Linked DNA regions of Danio rerio: regions 2 and 3 are each linked to region 1. A link is a contact called in public Micro-C data. All regions are on one chromosome and are shown on one strand. The core of a region is the stretch at or near the end of the contact, and the rest is flanking DNA. Distances in the headings are between cores, read along the strand shown.

Evidence for each region. A called contact is a pair of places that touch in the nucleus more often than the background predicts.
Region 2: a Micro-C map of caudal fin shows a contact between it and region 1, with 2.9 times the contacts expected there. The contact joins the enhancer-like site here to the promoter of emx2 in region 1. A contact is called at or near these places in 1 of 18 Hi-C or Micro-C datasets (caudal fin) and 1 of 4 datasets of contacts at active chromatin or transcription factors (caudal fin).
Region 3: a Micro-C map of caudal fin shows a contact between it and region 1, with 11 times the contacts expected there. The contact joins the enhancer-like site here to the promoter of emx2 in region 1. A contact is called at or near these places in 7 of 18 Hi-C or Micro-C datasets (caudal fin, embryo, hematopoietic stem cells and 2 more) and 2 of 4 datasets of contacts at active chromatin or transcription factors (caudal fin and embryo).

What each region holds. Positions count from the first base shown.
Region 1 is chr13:22,437,926-22,440,786 of GRCz12tu, forward strand. emx2 (empty spiracles homeobox 2) reads left to right here and starts at 1,352. Exons shown (of 3, transcript NM_131280.2): 1 at 1,352-1,945. The coding sequence starts at 1,555.
Region 2 is chr13:22,781,521-22,784,672 of GRCz12tu, forward strand. No RefSeq gene overlaps it. Among named protein-coding and RNA genes, the nearest start is that of rab11fip2, 24 kb to the left of the region's middle. Within about 2 kb of position 1,786, at least 2 of the 62 cell types and tissues checked have an H3K27ac peak or open chromatin away from gene starts, as enhancers often do. A contact at or near this core is called in caudal fin, where this site is marked.
Region 3 is chr13:22,836,248-22,839,291 of GRCz12tu, forward strand. No RefSeq gene overlaps it. Among named protein-coding and RNA genes, the nearest start is that of fam204a, 75 kb to the right of the region's middle. Within about 2 kb of position 1,259, at least 2 of the 62 cell types and tissues checked have an H3K27ac peak or open chromatin away from gene starts, as enhancers often do. A contact at or near this core is called in caudal fin, where this site is marked.

The sequences.
Region 1 (2,861 bases), core at 102-2,601:
AACCACTTCAAGTTAACACAAGCGAAAACAAAACAAACCAAAAAATGCAGTGTAGCTATATACCTAAGCGTGTAGGCTACATCAATTCAGCCCTGCTGCGATCGTGCGTTAAAAATTCTAACAAATTGTAGGCTACCTCGATTTTACCAAATATTGGGCGTTTAGACACGTTACTTTATAAACAGTGAAAATGTAAAGCTATTTGGCAATTTAATGATTCCCACATTGCATGAAGTTCCATAAAACATATAAAAACCATAAAACGCGTGTTTGCCACATGGACAAATTTAGAAGACTAGTTTTTACTTAATGTCTACAAATCGGAAGAAATTAAACAGTATTTTTTCTTACTCTTCTTCCGTTTCTTTATATTTTCGTATTTCTCTAAAATGTCATGCCTTCCACTCATGTGCATGTTAAGTTTATATATTATTGCATGACATTAATATGAAATTAAGTTAAAAAAAAGTTAAATCCTAAAAAAGTTTAAATGTTATTAAAATATCCACGAACCATCTCACGCCTCGCAAAACAGACTTTAAACCCGGTTTGACAACTGCATACCTGAATTTTTAAGATGCATTATGCACATTAGCAATCCATAATGGGATTGAACTCTGCTAATTTAATGAGTAGTTAGAGGGTAATAAACTCTTGTAGTCATAAGACAGACAAACAGAGCTGAAATATTGTCTGTGTCTAATAAGCCTTATCCCTGACTCCTGGCCAATAGAGAAAGAGAGTCTCTCATCCCTAAACTAATCACAAACCCATCGGAGAAAATAAAAACGTGGAGAGACAATGTAGAGGGGGGTTAAGCAGGCCCACCGAACTGCTAAAAAATTAGACCTGCAAAAGTTAAATATAAACCGTGACTGTCATTTGAAAGGATTTTCCTGACATAATTTCATTGACTGCACCTAGATGTTTGGACAACACTCCGCTTTTACGCATCATATTCATGCACAAATCAGCATGTGTAGCTTTCCATCTGAACGTGCATTGATTAAGAACTGAGGTGCTGTACTAAGAGGGTGTAAAAGCGTCGTTAGGCTCTGCGTGCAACACAAATACATGCTGAAGTACCTCGAGTCTCTCAATGGGATCAGCTGCGTATGTAAATTACTCCACAGCACTGTTTCTGGGCGAATCCGTTCCGTTTTGCTTGAATCCGCCTCTCCGTGCTCGTTCGTATTGACGCACTTAAAGACTCTTCCCTCAACCTTAAGGCGAGCGGCAGCGACCAATCACCAAGCCATTACAGGCTTCAGAGGAAACTGTTTATGTGACTCCAGAGCTAATTAGGCTCATGAACTAACAAATCGCTAGCACAACTGGTGAGGAACCGATCACATTCATGGATTGTCTGGAGAAGTCGACTACCTCTCCCACGATGTGTTGAGCTGTGCGCTTTTTCAAGATTTTTTACCCTTTCTTTAGCAGTCAATAACTTGTCTCTTGCTAGACAAAACTTTGGTCTTGGGTGTGGAGTATTTTTTAGTGCAAACGCGTGTGCCGTTTTCACTTAAACTGGGGAATCTTGACTGGTAAACTATGTTTCAACCCACACCGAAGAGGTGTTTTACCATAGAGTCTTTGGTAGCGAAGGATAATCCTTTGCCATCGTCGAGATCCGAGGAGCCCATACGACCAGCGGCTCTCAGCTATGCAAACTCCAGCCAGATGAATCCATTTTTAAACGGCTTTCACTCCAGCGGCAGGGGCGTCTACTCAAACCCGGACTTAGTGTTCGCTGAGGCTGTTTCACATCCTCCCAACTCCGCCGTCCCAGTCCATTCAGTACCTCCTCCTCATGCTTTGGCTGCTCACCCACTGTCGTCTTCGCACAGTCCGCACCCTCTTTTCGCAAGCCAGCAAAGGGACCCTTCAACTTTTTACCCGTGGTTGATACATAGATATAGATACTTGGGTCACAGATTTCAAGGTAAGTTTATAATATTTTATTCGTCATTTATTTTGACCAGTTGTACGGAGAAAAAAAGGCCACACGGCCCTGGGACGCGGCAGCTTTCCATCGATAAATAACTAAAAGTTCTTAATTTTATAGAAATGCTGAAATGAATGCTATCGAAAAAACTTTAGAACCATTTTATTATATCGAAATTTCAGCTAATGTTGTGAAGTTTTTGCTTTTTAAAACGGTTTTAGCCTATTCATTTGCTGAAAGAAAGAAACCTGGCATTAATCCATTTACAAACATTAACCTAGTTTAAAACTTATTATCTCGTTACAACGTTCATATATATATTTTTTTATTTATTAAAATAATTAGATAATTTAACAGACTTTGTTTTTGTGCTAATGTTTTTTTAAATAATGTTAGGCTACATATCGAACATTATATTGCCTAATAGTTAAATATATATGAAAATTGTAAATTAGGAATAATTGAAGCAACAAATGATTTTAATTTAACGCAAGTTTTATTTGCGTCCAGTTTTATTTTTCCCCTCGTAAATAACAATTTCGCCATAATCGGAAAGTGCGTCTCGGTCCTTAATGGTGTAAAATTGTCCTATTATTCACCGCAAGAACGAACATTGATAATTATAAAAGTGAATACCTTTGATATCATGCTAATGTTTATGCATTGCCTACATATTACAATGTAAATACACATGCATAATGCACAGATTGTTTTTTTTTCTTCTTTTTTTTGCTTAGCCTATATTTTATATACTTATATATTATTCTTTTACTATAATAATTCGATAATATTTGAGAAAACATTCATCACTCTAGTAGATCTGAAACAACCGCAGCGAAAACCTTATTTTAGCCTACTACAGATAAAGGCACTCAAGGCTGCTGAATTTCTTAAATTGACTTTCTGATTAAAA
Region 2 (3,152 bases), core at 536-3,035, 340 kb after region 1:
AGTAAAAATGTCAAATAACAATTTTTTTCTGAACAAAAATGATTTTATTGATAAAATTTTTTTTCAGTGATTAAATACCATTAAAATGTCCTTTGGGGTAACAATAGTTTATAAAGTATATACCAAAATTATTTAAAGCAGGAATCGTTTGATGACGTATTATTTATTTATTTTTTTTAAAGTATTACTTTTTAAAGTATGATGACCCATTTGTCAGCCTGATGTTTTCAATCATGCATAGTATACTTATATTATATATCTATTGTGTGTTATAGCACAGTAACACATAGCTTATATAGTTGTGGTGTGTTTAATTGCATTATTAAAACAACAAAATGATTTATGCTTTGTTATTGTTTAGCTTTGACAAATTGAAGCAGGTTTCCATTTTGAGATTTTTCATATCAACTGCGAATTGTTTGCATATTATACATATGATATTTTGTGTAATAATAATGATTTGTGATTTTTAATAATGATTACACTGAACAAAAAAAATAAATAAATAAATGCTGGGTTCCACACATTTCCTTCATGTTGTCTTAACACAAACCAATTAAGTTAACTTCAAATATATCTTGGTTAAATATAAAACAATTTAGACGTCAAAGAAAATAAATAAATAAATAAATAAATAAATAAATAAATAAATAAATAAATAAATAAATAAATAAATAAATAAATAAATAAATAATAATAAGTTGTTTGAACTAGCTGCAACATTTTTTGTGTATATTCTCAACATGCATTTATAAAAAGTAAACAGTGCAGTAAACAATAGCACAATTAATTCTGAATGCTTGCATATCCGTACACTACTTGCATTTATTATGTTGTATATAAGTATAAAATTATTACAAATAAAAACAAACAACATACTTCTATATTAAATTATGCATCATTCTCTTGACATATAAATTTTAACTTTAATACATTTAAATAAAATTAAATTTAAGAAAAAGAAAAAAGAAAGAAACACATTTTGTCTGGGCTATAATTTCTTTCCATAAGTACAAATAGATTATATATTTGTGAAATTTGCTTCAGATTTATCTAATATGAAAATACGCTTTCAACATTTTACTTTTTAAGTTATCAAGTCATTTAATTTACGCTGTCAAAATTTTATAACTCTAAAATATATTTTAATCATTTACATAGATAGGAATTACTTAATATATATACGAATAGTCTTTTATATGTTAATGCTACTTCAACAAAAAGATGATCAGAAGCCTCAAAAACTAACAATGAATAAACCATGACATACACACACATTAATTCATGTTGTGTTTATTAATATATTATTGTTATTCAATAAAAGTCAGGCTAACACACAGCTTTGAGAAAGGCATGTCACAATTTTTGTTCTCAATATCTAAAATCATTATTCCACAGTTTTCCCCTTATAGCCTGTAGCACAAGATAACATGCGATTACAACAATAAGTAAAACAAATGCATTTGTGTATCCAATATTTTCATGGTTACCTTGTTCAGTCAGAAGTAAGAGAGCAGACAGCAGTGTTGTTGACTAGTTCTCCTTCAGCTAAACCAGCATACACTCATTTAATCCCAGACCGCAGCACTAAACTACTGTACACACACACACACACACACACATGCACTCGCTGCAGCTGTGATGAAGTCATCTAGAGGTCTCGACACGCTTTCGTCTAGAAATCATCTTCAAATGTTTGTAGACTGGTGTCCGCAATACAGTTACAAGACTAGTACTGTACAAAGCCTCTGGCGGAGTCACAGCTATTTATGGTTGCTTAATACCACAAATGGTGTTGCAAGTACCTGCAAAAGCCATGTACTCATAAATCAGGTTCTGTGGATCCATCTGGTGTGTGCATGTGCGTGGAAAAGGAAACAAAAGAAGAGAAAAGAAAAGAGAATAAAGGAGAAAAGAAAAGGCTATTTATTTCTCTGCATTTAAAAAAACTTTTTTTTTAATCCCACATTTTTGGAATGCAATAGTTTATGTTTTGCCATTCTGAAGAAAACTGTTTGCTTATTAAATAATTTATTTAAATTATTTGGTGGAATCAAACAAATATTTATTTATTTATTTATTTATTTATTTTAAATAAGTGACTAAATACTAATTACATCATTAAAATTGTATTTTTATTTTGTACTTATGCAAATTGTATACAAGAAACAATCACTCATTTTCTTTTCGGCTTAGTCCCTTTATCAATCTGGGGTTGCCACAGTGGAATGAACTGCCAACTTATCCAGCATATGTTTTACGCAGCAGATGCCCTTCCAGCTGCAACAGAACATAATCAATAAATGTATATTTAAATTACTTTTTAATTATTTTGTCTGAAAGTTATTCTGCATATTTATGTGTATACAAATATGCAGGAAAGGAAAATAGGATTCCCTATTTTCCTTTCACTCTTGTTTACTCAACTTTAGAAAACATCAGCTGCACTGAGCTAAAATTATTTGACAGCAATACAAAAAACATTTAGTTGGGCTAACATAAGATTATTAGTTTTATGGAGAGGTGAACTTCTCTTAACAAAACTGTTGTGCCAATTGAACTTTTTTTTTCTGCAGAACTAGAATGCCTGAAGTTGAGTGAAAAAAAAAATATATATATTCTTATTTCTTTTCTCAACATTTTTTCCCTAACCTTTAATTAATAGGACGGTAAAGAGTATAGACAGGAAAGCTGGGTAGTGAAAGGAAGGAGAAGGATCGACATGATACTTCAAGGTGGGAATCGAACTCGAGTCACAAAGATCACCGGAGCACCATGTGTCTACACACTAACCACTACACTATTTTTGATGTCGTGTACTCAACTTTTGAAAACATCTGTTGCACTGTCCCAAAATGTCTGAAGTTGAGTGAACAAAAAAAAAAAATTCTTGTGGAAATACTAAGAATTAATACATAATCACAACAAACAAACATAGCTCAATTAAAAAAAGAAACAGGAAAGCATGCTTCACATGTGAAACACTACAAAGCATTTTTCCCTGTTTGTCCTGCCATGTTTTGATCCTTGTCTTGTTTACCGTTATTGTTGTTTTACTTCCTGTCCTGTTTCTAATACTGTCTAACAAGTGTTTTGTTAACGTTTGTCTCTGTTTTATTTGATTATTTTTTTATTGAACAATGTTTGTTTGT
Region 3 (3,044 bases), core at 9-2,508, 400 kb after region 1:
ATCTGAAACTGAAATATGTCTTTCATTTTTTCCTTTTACTTTCTAAGTGCAAAAGACAGTGACGGTTATAGTGGAAAAACTAAACAAGACAAAAAAAAAAATTAAACTGCACACAGAAGAGTAAAGAATTTAAGCATATCGGTTTAAAAAAAATAAAAAGTAAATAAAATTAAATTAAAAATATTTATTATTATTTATAATTATTTAGATTTGTATTTGCATGAAATTTGCAAAAAGTGTCATGCATTCTCGCGTTTATATTATGTTATAATATGTTTAGGCAACCCAAGGAAGTTGTAAAAAATTATATAACCAATTAGACATGACAGCATATGCTGTTAGTTCATTTTAACTTATTAAACTAAGTTCATCATGTTCTAACTTAATTCTATAAGTTACGCAAGCTGTTTTAACTCAGTTTAACATAATATAAGTTCAATGGACTGGTTAATTTGATTTAGCTTAAAAAAATAAGACAACCAGGATTTTTTTTATAGTGTAAGAAAAAACTTGGTGTAAATAGTAAAATTTGATGGAATAACTCATTTTCAATCACAACAAATTTATTGACCATATGAAAGAAAAGCCTTCAGACATTTATATTAAAAATCTTATTATGTATTAAAGTATATTATCATTTTAATTTTAAATCCATACATATATAAGTCCAATAATTCAGAGGAAACTGATCATTTTCGATTAATATTTCATCATAGATTTACAAACATAATATTACATTTTATTCATAAATGTAAATATTCTCCACACTTACAAATGATTTGTTTTTCGCACCATGACGTTCAATGTAAAATGCTGCTCCTCAAGCAAAACCAGTTGGGAGTCACTGATCTAAAGCTCTGGGTATGCAAGTATTGAAGAATCTCTTCATGGTTATCATACCCCATCTAGTGGCTGAAGCCGGTTAAAATGATAATCTAAAAATCACAGAAGAGCCCGAAACCTCTCTCTCTCTCTCTCTCTCTCTCTCTCTCTCTCTCTCTCTCTCTCTCTCTCTCTCTCTCTCTCTCCCCCTCTTTACTGAAAACCTCCTTACGCAAGCATGAGGAACAGAGCCAAAGATCATTTGTCAGTCAGAAACCTATCATTACAAATGCAAGTCAAAAAAAAAAAAAAACAAACTGCAATACAAAAAAAACTTTTACTTCTGTAATGCGTGATTCCTTGGAGATAAAATATCTATTCCAGTCCAGCTGTTTGTATAATAAACCAACAGCACACAGTATAAATGTAGCAGACTGAATGGATCCTGCTGTGTGTACAGCTGTGATTCCTGACCGTAAATATGGTTCATGTTATGCAGATATAAAGATGTAAGAATGTGTGAAAGCGCTGCCCCATATTGCCCCCTTGTTTCACGATGCCATTATCCGCCTGAAAACGGATCCCCGGTGAGCTTCTTCTGCGTTTTCCCTCTCAAAGAATAAGTGCACAAAATCGATCTCAGGTCTTGCGAGCGAAGCTGCGTCTTATAAGGTTACAGATGGGAACATTTAATTCACGTCTAGGGGCAATTGGCACACACATGCTAGTGAAAGAGAATATCTCTTTCCCAGAGAACCTGTGCTCCAGAAGTGCTCCACCTGTTCCTCGATGCATTTTTTGCTGTCTTTTTTTTCGGGTTGAAATAAACATCTGTGTGTGAGATGTGGCCTTCAGAATGACCGACACTCAAAGAATAAAATCCTTGGTCTAACTGGAGACACATTTTCATACACTTGAACAATGCTATTTCAACTTAATTTAGCCAAATTAAACCCAAGCCAAAAAATCATTTAGAACTTGAAAAAATCAACTTGTACAAAGTTTACTTATTTGAGCAAATCTTAACCATGGCAGCCCCACCAAAAAAAAGGATTGCAGTTCTTAACTCCTAATGTCCCTATAGTTAACACACTCAATGCATTTTTTTCCAACACATACCATAATTTCTAAAATATCAACCTCTACTAAACGGTTGGTTGATATGTTGGTTTATGGTAAAAGAAAATAATTAATGCATATACAATGAAACATTTGAAAATTTGAAGTGTAAGACCAATTTATTTAAAAACTTAAAACTAAACATCTCTAAATACTAAATCATCTTTATTTTTATTAAATATGCCATGAAATATTTCAGATTCTTATTTAAAATGTTTTTTTTTTTTTTTTTTTTACAACAAAACCAAAATCAAGTGAATTAGTGCAAGATGATTATTTTATTTTATTTTAATGTAAACCAACAATGCTGTGTGTGTAAACCATTCATTCTTTGAATTATTTTAACAGTCAACGTGCTAAAGTGATAGTTCACCCAAAAACAAAATGCTGTCATCAATTATAGTAATACCCTTTCACTTGTTTTAAACCTCTTTGAGTTTTTTTTTCTTTTTCTGTAGAACACCAAAAACTTAACTATTGACTTCCATAGTATTTGTTTATCATATGTTACAGGTTTTCAGCTTTCTTAAAACTATCTTTTTTGTAGTTGATATACTAAAGAATCTAATAAAGCTTTGGAACCTCTTGAGTGTGAGTAAATAGTGAGCACATTTTCGTTTTTGGATGAACTATGCCTTTAAAAACCTGTTTCATTACTGTTGCAGTTGGAACCTAAATATTTCAATGACCTTTAGTATTTATATGTAACATATGCACTGGGCAAGTAAAGAAACTGATCTTAGAGCTTTCATCAGAACAAGTATTGCTCATTGAATGAAGAAACAAATGTTATTGTGTTAAATAAAGCCACAAGGTAAATTAAAAACCAACTGAAACTTTTCTATATCTCCAAAATAGGGGAAGATTAAACTAACAAGTCTTGTTAGCCTATGCTGTAAAATCCAACAGTCCACTTTATCAAATAAAATAGGTATAGTTAACTCAAAAGCTAACTACTCATTTGAAACGAGTTTTGAACTCAGTGTTGAACGTAATGAGTTAATTGAATACTTCATTAATTTAACGTAAATGGAGTAAGTTCACAGTACTCATATTGATGAGTTTTTTAACTCAAATAGTTTGTAGCAATCGGTTTCCTAAAG